Linked DNA regions of Zea mays: regions 1 and 2 are each linked to region 3. Evidence: chromatin contacts called from public Hi-C data. All regions are on one chromosome and are shown on one strand. Each heading gives the region's core, a stretch centred on a gene start, on an enhancer-like site or on the middle of the called end of the contact. The rest is flanking DNA. Distances are from core to core; before and after follow the strand shown. Region 1 holds the start of LOC103634506. Region 2 holds the start of LOC103634503 (6-phosphofructo-2-kinase/fructose-2,6-bisphosphatase). Region 3 holds the start of LOC541919 (pyruvate decarboxylase 3).

Region 1 (2,700 bases), core at 147-2,646, 250 kb before region 3:
TCTGCAAAAGAGAACAAAGACAACAAAACTGTCACGGAGTTGTATCTTCTGGAAAATCGAACAGTCACACGTGATTAACTTCTCATGCATTCAAAGCAGATTATCACTCCATTTCTGAACAATAACAGTCGCTTATGGAAATTTGAATCGTCTCTGTTTGCTAGAGGTGAGACAGGAGATTTCAGCAGGGGTAAGCTTGCATAATGAGTAGTTTCATCAGAAAGATCAGCATTCCTACACTACTACATACCAAACGATATGAGCAACCAATTCGATGCCCATTCTAGAAATTAAGAATGTCTAGCCAAATCGAGTGATCATGTGTTAGCTGATATTCTCATAGTGAAGTGGAAATTTCTAGCCGCGCTGCCTCACAATTCCAACATGAACCAACCATTATCGAACGTGAATCCCGCAATAATCATTTCGTGACCTGGTCCCTGCTAGCGCAAGCACGCGTTTACCCAGAGCAAAAACCATACCTCACCAACTAGAAGTCGCCGGTGGCGGTTGTGGCGGTCGCGGCGGCGCCATCGACAACGACGGAGGCGGTGACGGCGACGTCGACGAGGAGCCGCATGCGCTCGATCTCGAGATCACGCATCGCCTCCAGGCGCCGCTCCTCCAGCCGCGTGGCCTCCCTCTGCTTGGCGGCCTCCACCCGCTCGTACGTCCCGGCAAGCCTATCCAGAGCCGCCGCCACTTCCGTGCAATTCCTCCCACCGCCTCCAGGGTGGTCCCCGGAGGCGGCGGTCAACGGCGACAGCGACACCGCCGTCCTCGGCCGCTTCGGCACCGGCGGCCAGTAGCGGGGCAGAGGAGCCCCGCCGCTCGGCTTCTCGTCCAACACCTCCTCCTCCTCCTCCACCTTGGGCGTTTTGGCGCCAAGACGGTGCGCGAACCCGGGAGGAGCGGAGGGGGCGAGGTGCAGCAGCGCGCGGAGGCGGGTGAGCCACCCCGAGACCGGCGGCGGCGTCGGCGGGGCCCCCTTGGGCCTGGAGCGCTCGGCCCTGAGGCGCTTCTTGAGATAATCCAGGCGGTTCTTGCACTGGTCGACGGTGCGCGGGGCCCGGCCGGCCGCGGCGCGGCGGGAGGTGACGGCGTCGGCGCAGGCCCGCCAGTCGGCGGGGCGGAGCGCGCCGCCGCACGCGCGGAGGTGGCGCGGGCCCCATGCGTCGAGCAGCGCGGACGTCTCCCCGTCGCTCCACGGCTCGGGCGTCCACGCCGGCGGCGGCGGGGGCGGGCGGCGGCGCGACGACGACATCCGCGCTGGCGGAGAGAGAGGCTGGTTCGAAAGGGAGGCGAGGCGAGTCCGGTTGGGTGCGGCCGTGAGGAGCGTGTGATGTTTGTGCTGCTGCTCAATCGATTGGCCAGTCGGTCGCGTCGCGTCCACCCATAACTTCTGCGTGGTTCCGTCGTACGCGTGTGTATATATAGGTGGGTGGATGATGCGTGCATCCACGGCGCGGCGCGGCGCGGTGCAGGGGTGAGTGGGCTTGCGTGCGATCACGCTGAGGTTTTTTGCTGCTCCATCGGCCTGGGTTGGCTTGGTACTGTGCTGCCACTGAAACGCTGGTTGGTCACCACTTTGTCCTCCCGCTGGTGGGAGGCGATCAGTCACCATCCCACGGCCTGGTTTCGCCGCGGCCGCGACGGGCGGCCGGTGCGCGGTGGCGGACTGGCGGCCGGCGCGCGTCTGCGGGAGTCGACGGGGCGCAGCAGAGAGCAGACTAGCTGAGGAGGATTACTGTTACTACGGCATTGGTTCTGACTTCTGAATACGACACGGTGCTAAACAGACACGTTATTATTGGACACGATGACAAGACGTGTCATACCGTGACGGACTCTCGTGCCAAGTAATAGTAATCTTCTAAAATGATTGGACATCAACGTGTAGCGCCTAGCAACAGCAAGTAACTGCAGTGCCAGTACAAAAAAAATGGAACTAAAAGTGTACTGGTACGATGCACGATCCGACCATTTAGTTAATCTTTCATCCAGTCATTCATGATTTCCTTAGCAACAAAGGTCACTCCTGGTAAGCATTACTCCTAGATATGTTGTTGTTGTCGACTACACTAAAGTCAAGTATTGGAGCTAGCATAATTCTACCGTGCATCCATGTTTCATGGTCAGTGGCAGTAGTTTTCAGCTTCTACTGCTCCACCTTCAGGGCGCTGAACATGGCCTTCTACACCTCCCATCTCCTGCTGCATCTCCGTCTTCACCTTCTCGGCGCCGATTCTGGCCAGCTCCACGCGCTCGTACACCTCCGCCAGCTTCGTCACCACCGCCCCCGGGCAGAATCCCGTCCCTGCTGCGGCCGCATTCCTCGGCCTCCTCGGAACAGTCCAGCTCCCCACCAGCCCAATGCCTCCTCCGGCCACCTTCTCCTCCTCCTCCTGCTTGACGAACGCCGGCGCCTTGGCCGGAAAGCCCGGAGTCGACTCGTCGGGGCTGGCCAGGAACGCGTGGAGCCGCGGGAGGTGACACCACCCCGACGCCGGCTGCTTCAGGAGCTCCTCCTTGTACCGCTGCTTGTGCTTGAGGGTGCGGACACGGGTCTGGCACTGGACGAGGGTGCGGTTGAAGCGGCGCCCCGCGGCGGCGCTGTGGGCGTTCACGGCGCTGGCCGCAGCGCGCCAATCCCCCAGGAAGAGGCGTCGCTGCCCGCGACGCCGGTGGGCGGCGCCCCAC
Region 2 (2,700 bases), core at 30-2,529, 140 kb before region 3:
CTTGCACTCAAGTACCTCCTTCCCTTCGTTGAGTTTAAACAACGCATTCCCCATCTCAAATTCATTTCTCTGGCAACCCAATGGTCGGTTAGGTCCCTCCTCAATAATGTATTGAGGATTATCACCTTTTCGCTTCAAAACAAACTTGAAATCCAGCGATTCTAGTAAAAACACCGAACAACTACTTAGAATGATAACAACTGAAATGAAATCCTACTCAACATATAAAAAAAATCCTCAGCTTCAATTGACAATGTACTAGTTTCCATTTTTAAAAGCACAGCTTAACTCTTCACATACTACATTTTTCCCTCACACACTGAATTCATTCATTCCGATTAGAAGTAGCACAGCGCAATTCCTGAAATATCAGTGCATGCGCATCCCAACATCATAGCACGGATTGCGCTCTTCCTATCCCAAACCTCACTATGGAGGAACAAGGACCTCTGCGGCCCTGCGAAGTTATTAAACTTCACGATCAAATCAACCAACTTACCGTGCTGCGAAGGCACGACGCAGCTGAACTCCCACACGGCGGTGGCCGCCCGCTCCAAAGGCAGCTGCGTGGAAAAAAAAACGAAACGAATCAAAAATCCGCTCCGCGCACACATCACGCAGGCTAGAGGCGATCCGGAGCTTACGGCCTTGCAGGGGTCCCACGAGCCAGCCACAGGGTGGGAGCCGAAGAGGTGGGGGGCGAGGTCGAGCTCCGCGAGGTGCGGGCTCTCTAACTTGACGGAGACGAAGAGCTGGTCGGAGATTCCGCCAGAGCTCGCCATCTCCGGTTGAGTTTCGAAGCGAAACCTTTCTCGTGACTTGGAAGTTGGAACTTTGGAAGGTGCCGGAAGGAAGCGCCGATGTTGTGGGCTCGCCGATTTGGAGTGGGGCCGACACGGGAGCGATAGTTGTTGCAGTATCGAGGATATACTGGCAGTGACACAGTAAGTGGGGCCAGGAACATATGTTGGGCCACCAATCAGTGACTAATATGGCGATGACGACAGTAACGCAAGCCCGAACCGAAGCTGGGAAAGTGGGAAGTTGGTGCGCGACGGTGACGCTGCGGGAGCGTCTCGCTGGCTCGTGGGCCCAGATGAGGTAGCGAGCCGTCCCCGATCCCGTCTCCATGGGAAGAAGAACGTGGAAACCTGCGGGGAAGTAAACGGCGGCGACAGGCGGCTGCGCGTCGCCGCGGCGACATGACGTCAGTTAGGCACCCGATCGACAAGTTGTCGCTGCAGCGAATCCACCCACGAAGGGCAGCGGCGCGACCCAGGTACTTATGGCATAATTTACATATGTCTTGCCGTCGTTCTTGTGTGGGTGATCTACGGTGTGTTTGGTTAGCCGGTTGGCCTTAATCCGGCGTGAGAGTCAATTCGGAATGAGGTGGTCTGGATGGACTCTTTCCTCAGATTAACATGTCACTAGTGCTCGTTCATGACGGACAGCTAGCGTCTCAAACCAAACAACGTCATAGGCTGGGATGGTTCGGCAGACTATCCCGTTCTGCAAAGTGCAAACCAAACGGACCAGGAACCGATTCTGCATTTCTATGGCTTTTTTGTGTCATGCTTCGCGCATGTGTTGGTGATCGACCAAGACCTAACGATCTCAACTCTCGAGGGAGAATGTTGGTGAATTAGGTTTGTGCTCGACTGCTCATATGTACGATTCGTTTAGAAATTTTTCAGAGCCTCAACTTGTATCCAAGAGATCAGCACCTGATGCCAAATAAATTAAACTTTAGAAGATGCAGCACCATCATCAAGTCTTGGTGGAGACCCTTGGAGCCAACCTCGGCAAAACTTGATAATCTATGTGTGTCATATTTATCTATGTGTGATCTCGACTTTTATTTGAACCCACGTGAACTCGGATCACTCTGACTTGCTTGCATTAGTATTTAGTTCCTGAAATGCCTTTCTGCATCCTTCGTCAAAGCCACCAGCAAGCTGCAAATTTGTTTCGGTGCAGTCAGTTAATTAATTAGTTTCTGCAAGTGTCGTTGCGAATTAATTCGTGGTTCGGAACAAGTTACCTGATGTATGCGGAAGGCAAAGCGGACACCTTGCAGAAGCAGCTCCTCCTCATTCGCAAATGGATCTGACTTCAGTGTCTTCACAATGCGGTTCATGTACTCTTTTGCAAGCTTCAAGGAAGCCATCTTTAGCTGTTTAATGTAGGATGGGCATGCACCATGTGTCATATGTCTATTATTGTATTTGGACTCCACACTTTTGTGAAACTAAATGCCTCTCCTTTATTGCGAGTTGTGACAGAACATACTGTGAAAGGAAGACATACTTGGCTTATGACTCCAGAGTCGAGCATCCATTCCCATGGTATCTTAAGGTCCTTATATCTTCCGCTTGCACTGTCCCTTACTCGCTCAGTGTTATGAATACCTTGTTCAATTCTACAACAAGGGAAAGCACAATTAGGTGAATGTTGATTTCTTGATTTAGTATCGTTCCGTAGAATTTAAAAGTAGAAGGTATTCAGCATTTTTTATTCTGTTAAATACATTTCAGTCATCTTACTCACTTGTCCTGCAATGCCTGCATGCGCTTGAGAGCCATAGGTGTGGCCACTCTCCTGTCATCATGGAAGGATGATGCTTCCGACTCTATGTTCTTCAGATCGCGGTAGTTGAATGCTGCTTCTCTCAAGGCATCTGCTTTCTTCTCGGGCCAG
Region 3 (2,718 bases), core at 187-2,686:
ATTATAAACTAACTTTTTTATTTTAGCCATAGACATACAAGTACAAAACAAAATTTCTTTTTGTTGGGGGATCACGGCCCCGCTAGCCCCCTTGTCTACGCATATGTATATTAATCTACATGGTACGCAAATAAATATGGTACCAATTTTCGTGATTTTATTCATGTGTACTTGAAAATAAAAGATTACATTGTCTAAATTTAAAAAAAAAATGGCTCTTTAGCTCTAATTATTTATTTTCGTGTTTGTATATTCTAATTTTGTTTTTTTTTATCCTAGCTATAGCTCGTCAAAAAACATGAAAGCGAAAACATAAGGGAAGTTTTTCATTTAGGGCTAGTTTGAAACCTCGTTTTTTAAAGTGTTTTCATTTTTTCCATAGGAAATTAATTCATTTTTCTCTAGAAAAATAGAAATTCTTTGAAAAAGTAGATTTCTCAAACTTGCTTTTGCATTTGTTTTCATCCTAGCTGCCGGCTATATTACGTACGTTGATACTTTTGAGAGGTGTCAGTATCCTATATATGTCGGCTAGGAAACTTCTTGGATACACGTCCGCACTGAAAAATTTGGATACTGACCAAAAGTAGAAAATAGCCTATATAGGCCCAAGTGCCCAACTACCATGAAGAGCAATCAGCTTTTCTATCCTCATTTCGTTACATCAGACATAAGATTACAATCATTTTCGTTAGTAGAAAAATATTAAAACTACTTAAAAGAGGTCGTTGAGGCTAAGCAAGAGATTATACGTATAAATACTTTGTTTATGCAGGTATTTTTTCACTTTCTGAATCAAATAATGTGTTGCATGAATTGCTTTGAAACCACTAAGTTTTAAGTTAAAGCTTGCTAGATAACAAATTTTAGCTTGTAATTTTATATAATAATAATTTTATTAAAATATACTAACCGTATCTATGTGTCATTATTGTTTGAAAAAAAAAGATGTATCCGATACATATCGGTTCGGATCCTGAATGCGTATAAAGACAACGTAGGGTAGGACGCCGGAATGGAAGTCAAACCGGAGTCCACCGTGCGCAGCAAACAAACACCCAAAACCGGGACGTGCCGTGCGCCCCAAACCAAAACCACCGCCAACCCACACGCGCCGAATCCACTGAAACCCACGAGGCGGCTACCTCGCGCGCCCTTCGTTACACCGACGCGTGGGGCAACCACGCACGGCAACCCTGTCCTGTCCCGTCCCACGTCTCGCGAGTGCACCCCGGCCGGGCACGGGCTCTCCGGGCTCCGGCCTTCCCCCCACCGTCCACTGCGGTTGCGCAGCCCCTGGTTTTCGCCGAAAGACGACGGTTTCTACGCGAAACGCCCCCGTGATTACACGAAAATCCCGTGCACACCCCTCTGCGCCACCTCGGTATAAAATGACAAGTGTTGTCCCCTCCGCCAACTCACCGAACCAAACAACACACGTCAAAGCGGAAAACCTCAGAAAACCACAATAAATCATCCTCGTCCACCACTGCCCCCGCTCTGCTGCAACTCCACTCGGCCCGGCCGCCCTTTCCACCCACCTTGATCCTCTGATCCGTTGGTGCTTGACCGATCCATGGACACCCATATCGGATCCGTGAACGGGGCGGCGTCGAACCAGACGGTTGGCTGCCCGGCGTCGGCGCCGGGGTGCCCGATGGCGTCCACGCCGGCGCAGCCCGCGGCGACCCTGTCGGCGGGGGAGGCGTCGCTGGGGCGCCACCTCGCGCGTCGCCTCGTGCAGGTCGGCGTCAACGATGTATTCGCGGTTCCGGGGGACTTCAACCTCACGCTGCTCGACCACCTGATCGCCGAGCCCGGCCTGCGCCTCGTCGGCTGCTGCAACGAGCTCAACGCCGGGTACGCCGCCGACGGGTACGCGCGCGCGCGCGGCGTCGGGGCCTGCGCCGTCACGTTCACAGTCGGGGGGCTCAGCGTGCTCAACGCCATCGCGGGCGCCTACAGCGAGAACCTGCCCGTCATCTGCATCGCCGGCGGGCCCAACTCCAACGACTACGGGACCAACCGCATCCTCCACCACACCATCGGCCTCCCCGACTTCTCGCAGGAGCTCCGCTGCTTCCAGACCGTCACCTGCCATCAGGTGAGTCCCTGTGTGGACCCACTTTTGCTTGTGATTTTGAGTGCCCGTTTCATCTGGTTGCCTGTTCGTGGATTCAGGCGGTGGTGAACAATCTGGATGACGCGCACGAGCAGATCGACACGGCCATTGCCACGGCACTGAGGGAGAGCAAGCCCGTGTACCTCAGCATCAGCTGCAACCTCCCTGGGCTGCCTCATCCTACCTTCAGCCGCGACCCAGTGCCCTTCTTCCTCACCCCCAGGTACCAAATGTCCTTTTTCTCACATTACTCACCCTCAGGGACCACCTGTCCTTTTTTTCAGATCCACGGGCTGTTTTTTTAGGCAACAATGATAGTAACTTTTATTGGATCATGAAACTTATCCACCAAAAACTCTTCAAATTTGCAACGTTGTCACGTTCTAATTGAATAGGTAGCACTGAGACAATGCAATATCCATTATACATGAAGTCATCTGATGAAATCTTCAGGCTAGATAAGCAATCATCTTATGTGATAATGCAGTGTCATATGATTTTTAAGTCATTTTGATGAGTGACATGTCTGTAAACTTGTAATATGGCACTGCAACTGTGGGAAACTTGATGCTATCAGAAACCTTGATATTAATAAT

What was found. Hi-C and Micro-C count contacts between places; a contact is called where the count stands out from the background.
Region 1: a contact with region 3 is called in a Hi-C map of tassel, with 2.7 times the contacts expected there. The contact joins the promoter of LOC103634506 here to the promoter of LOC541919 in region 3. A contact is called at or near these places in 2 of 25 Hi-C or Micro-C datasets (leaf and tassel).
Region 2: a contact with region 3 is called in a Hi-C map of ear, with 3 times the contacts expected there. The contact joins the promoter of LOC103634503 here to the promoter of LOC541919 in region 3. A contact is called at or near these places in 14 of 25 Hi-C or Micro-C datasets (bundle sheath, ear, endosperm and 5 more) and 1 of 3 datasets of contacts at active chromatin or transcription factors (leaf).

What each region holds. Positions count from the first base shown.
Region 1 is chr1:45,565,728-45,568,427 of Zm-B73-REFERENCE-NAM-5.0, reverse strand. It overlaps LOC103634506, which reads right to left and starts at 1,396. Exons shown (of 2, transcript XM_008656348.2): 1 at 483-1,396; 2 at 1. The coding sequence starts at 1,264. The coding sequence ends at 491.
Region 2 is chr1:45,452,852-45,455,551 of Zm-B73-REFERENCE-NAM-5.0, reverse strand. LOC103634503 (6-phosphofructo-2-kinase/fructose-2,6-bisphosphatase) reads right to left here and starts at 1,279. Exons shown (of 23, transcript XM_008656332.3): 1 at 645-1,279; 2 at 500-563; 3 at 1-161. The coding sequence starts at 782. LOC101202702 (Tetratricopeptide repeat (TPR)-like superfamily protein) reads right to left here. Exons shown (of 5, transcript NM_001279404.1): 2 at 2,551-2,700; 3 at 2,311-2,422; 4 at 2,045-2,176; 5 at 1,730-1,958. The coding sequence ends at 1,884. It also overlaps the pseudogene LOC100383863.
Region 3 is chr1:45,313,632-45,316,349 of Zm-B73-REFERENCE-NAM-5.0, reverse strand. LOC541919 (pyruvate decarboxylase 3) reads left to right here and starts at 1,436. Exons shown (of 6, transcript NM_001111582.2): 1 at 1,436-2,104; 2 at 2,182-2,345. The coding sequence starts at 1,577.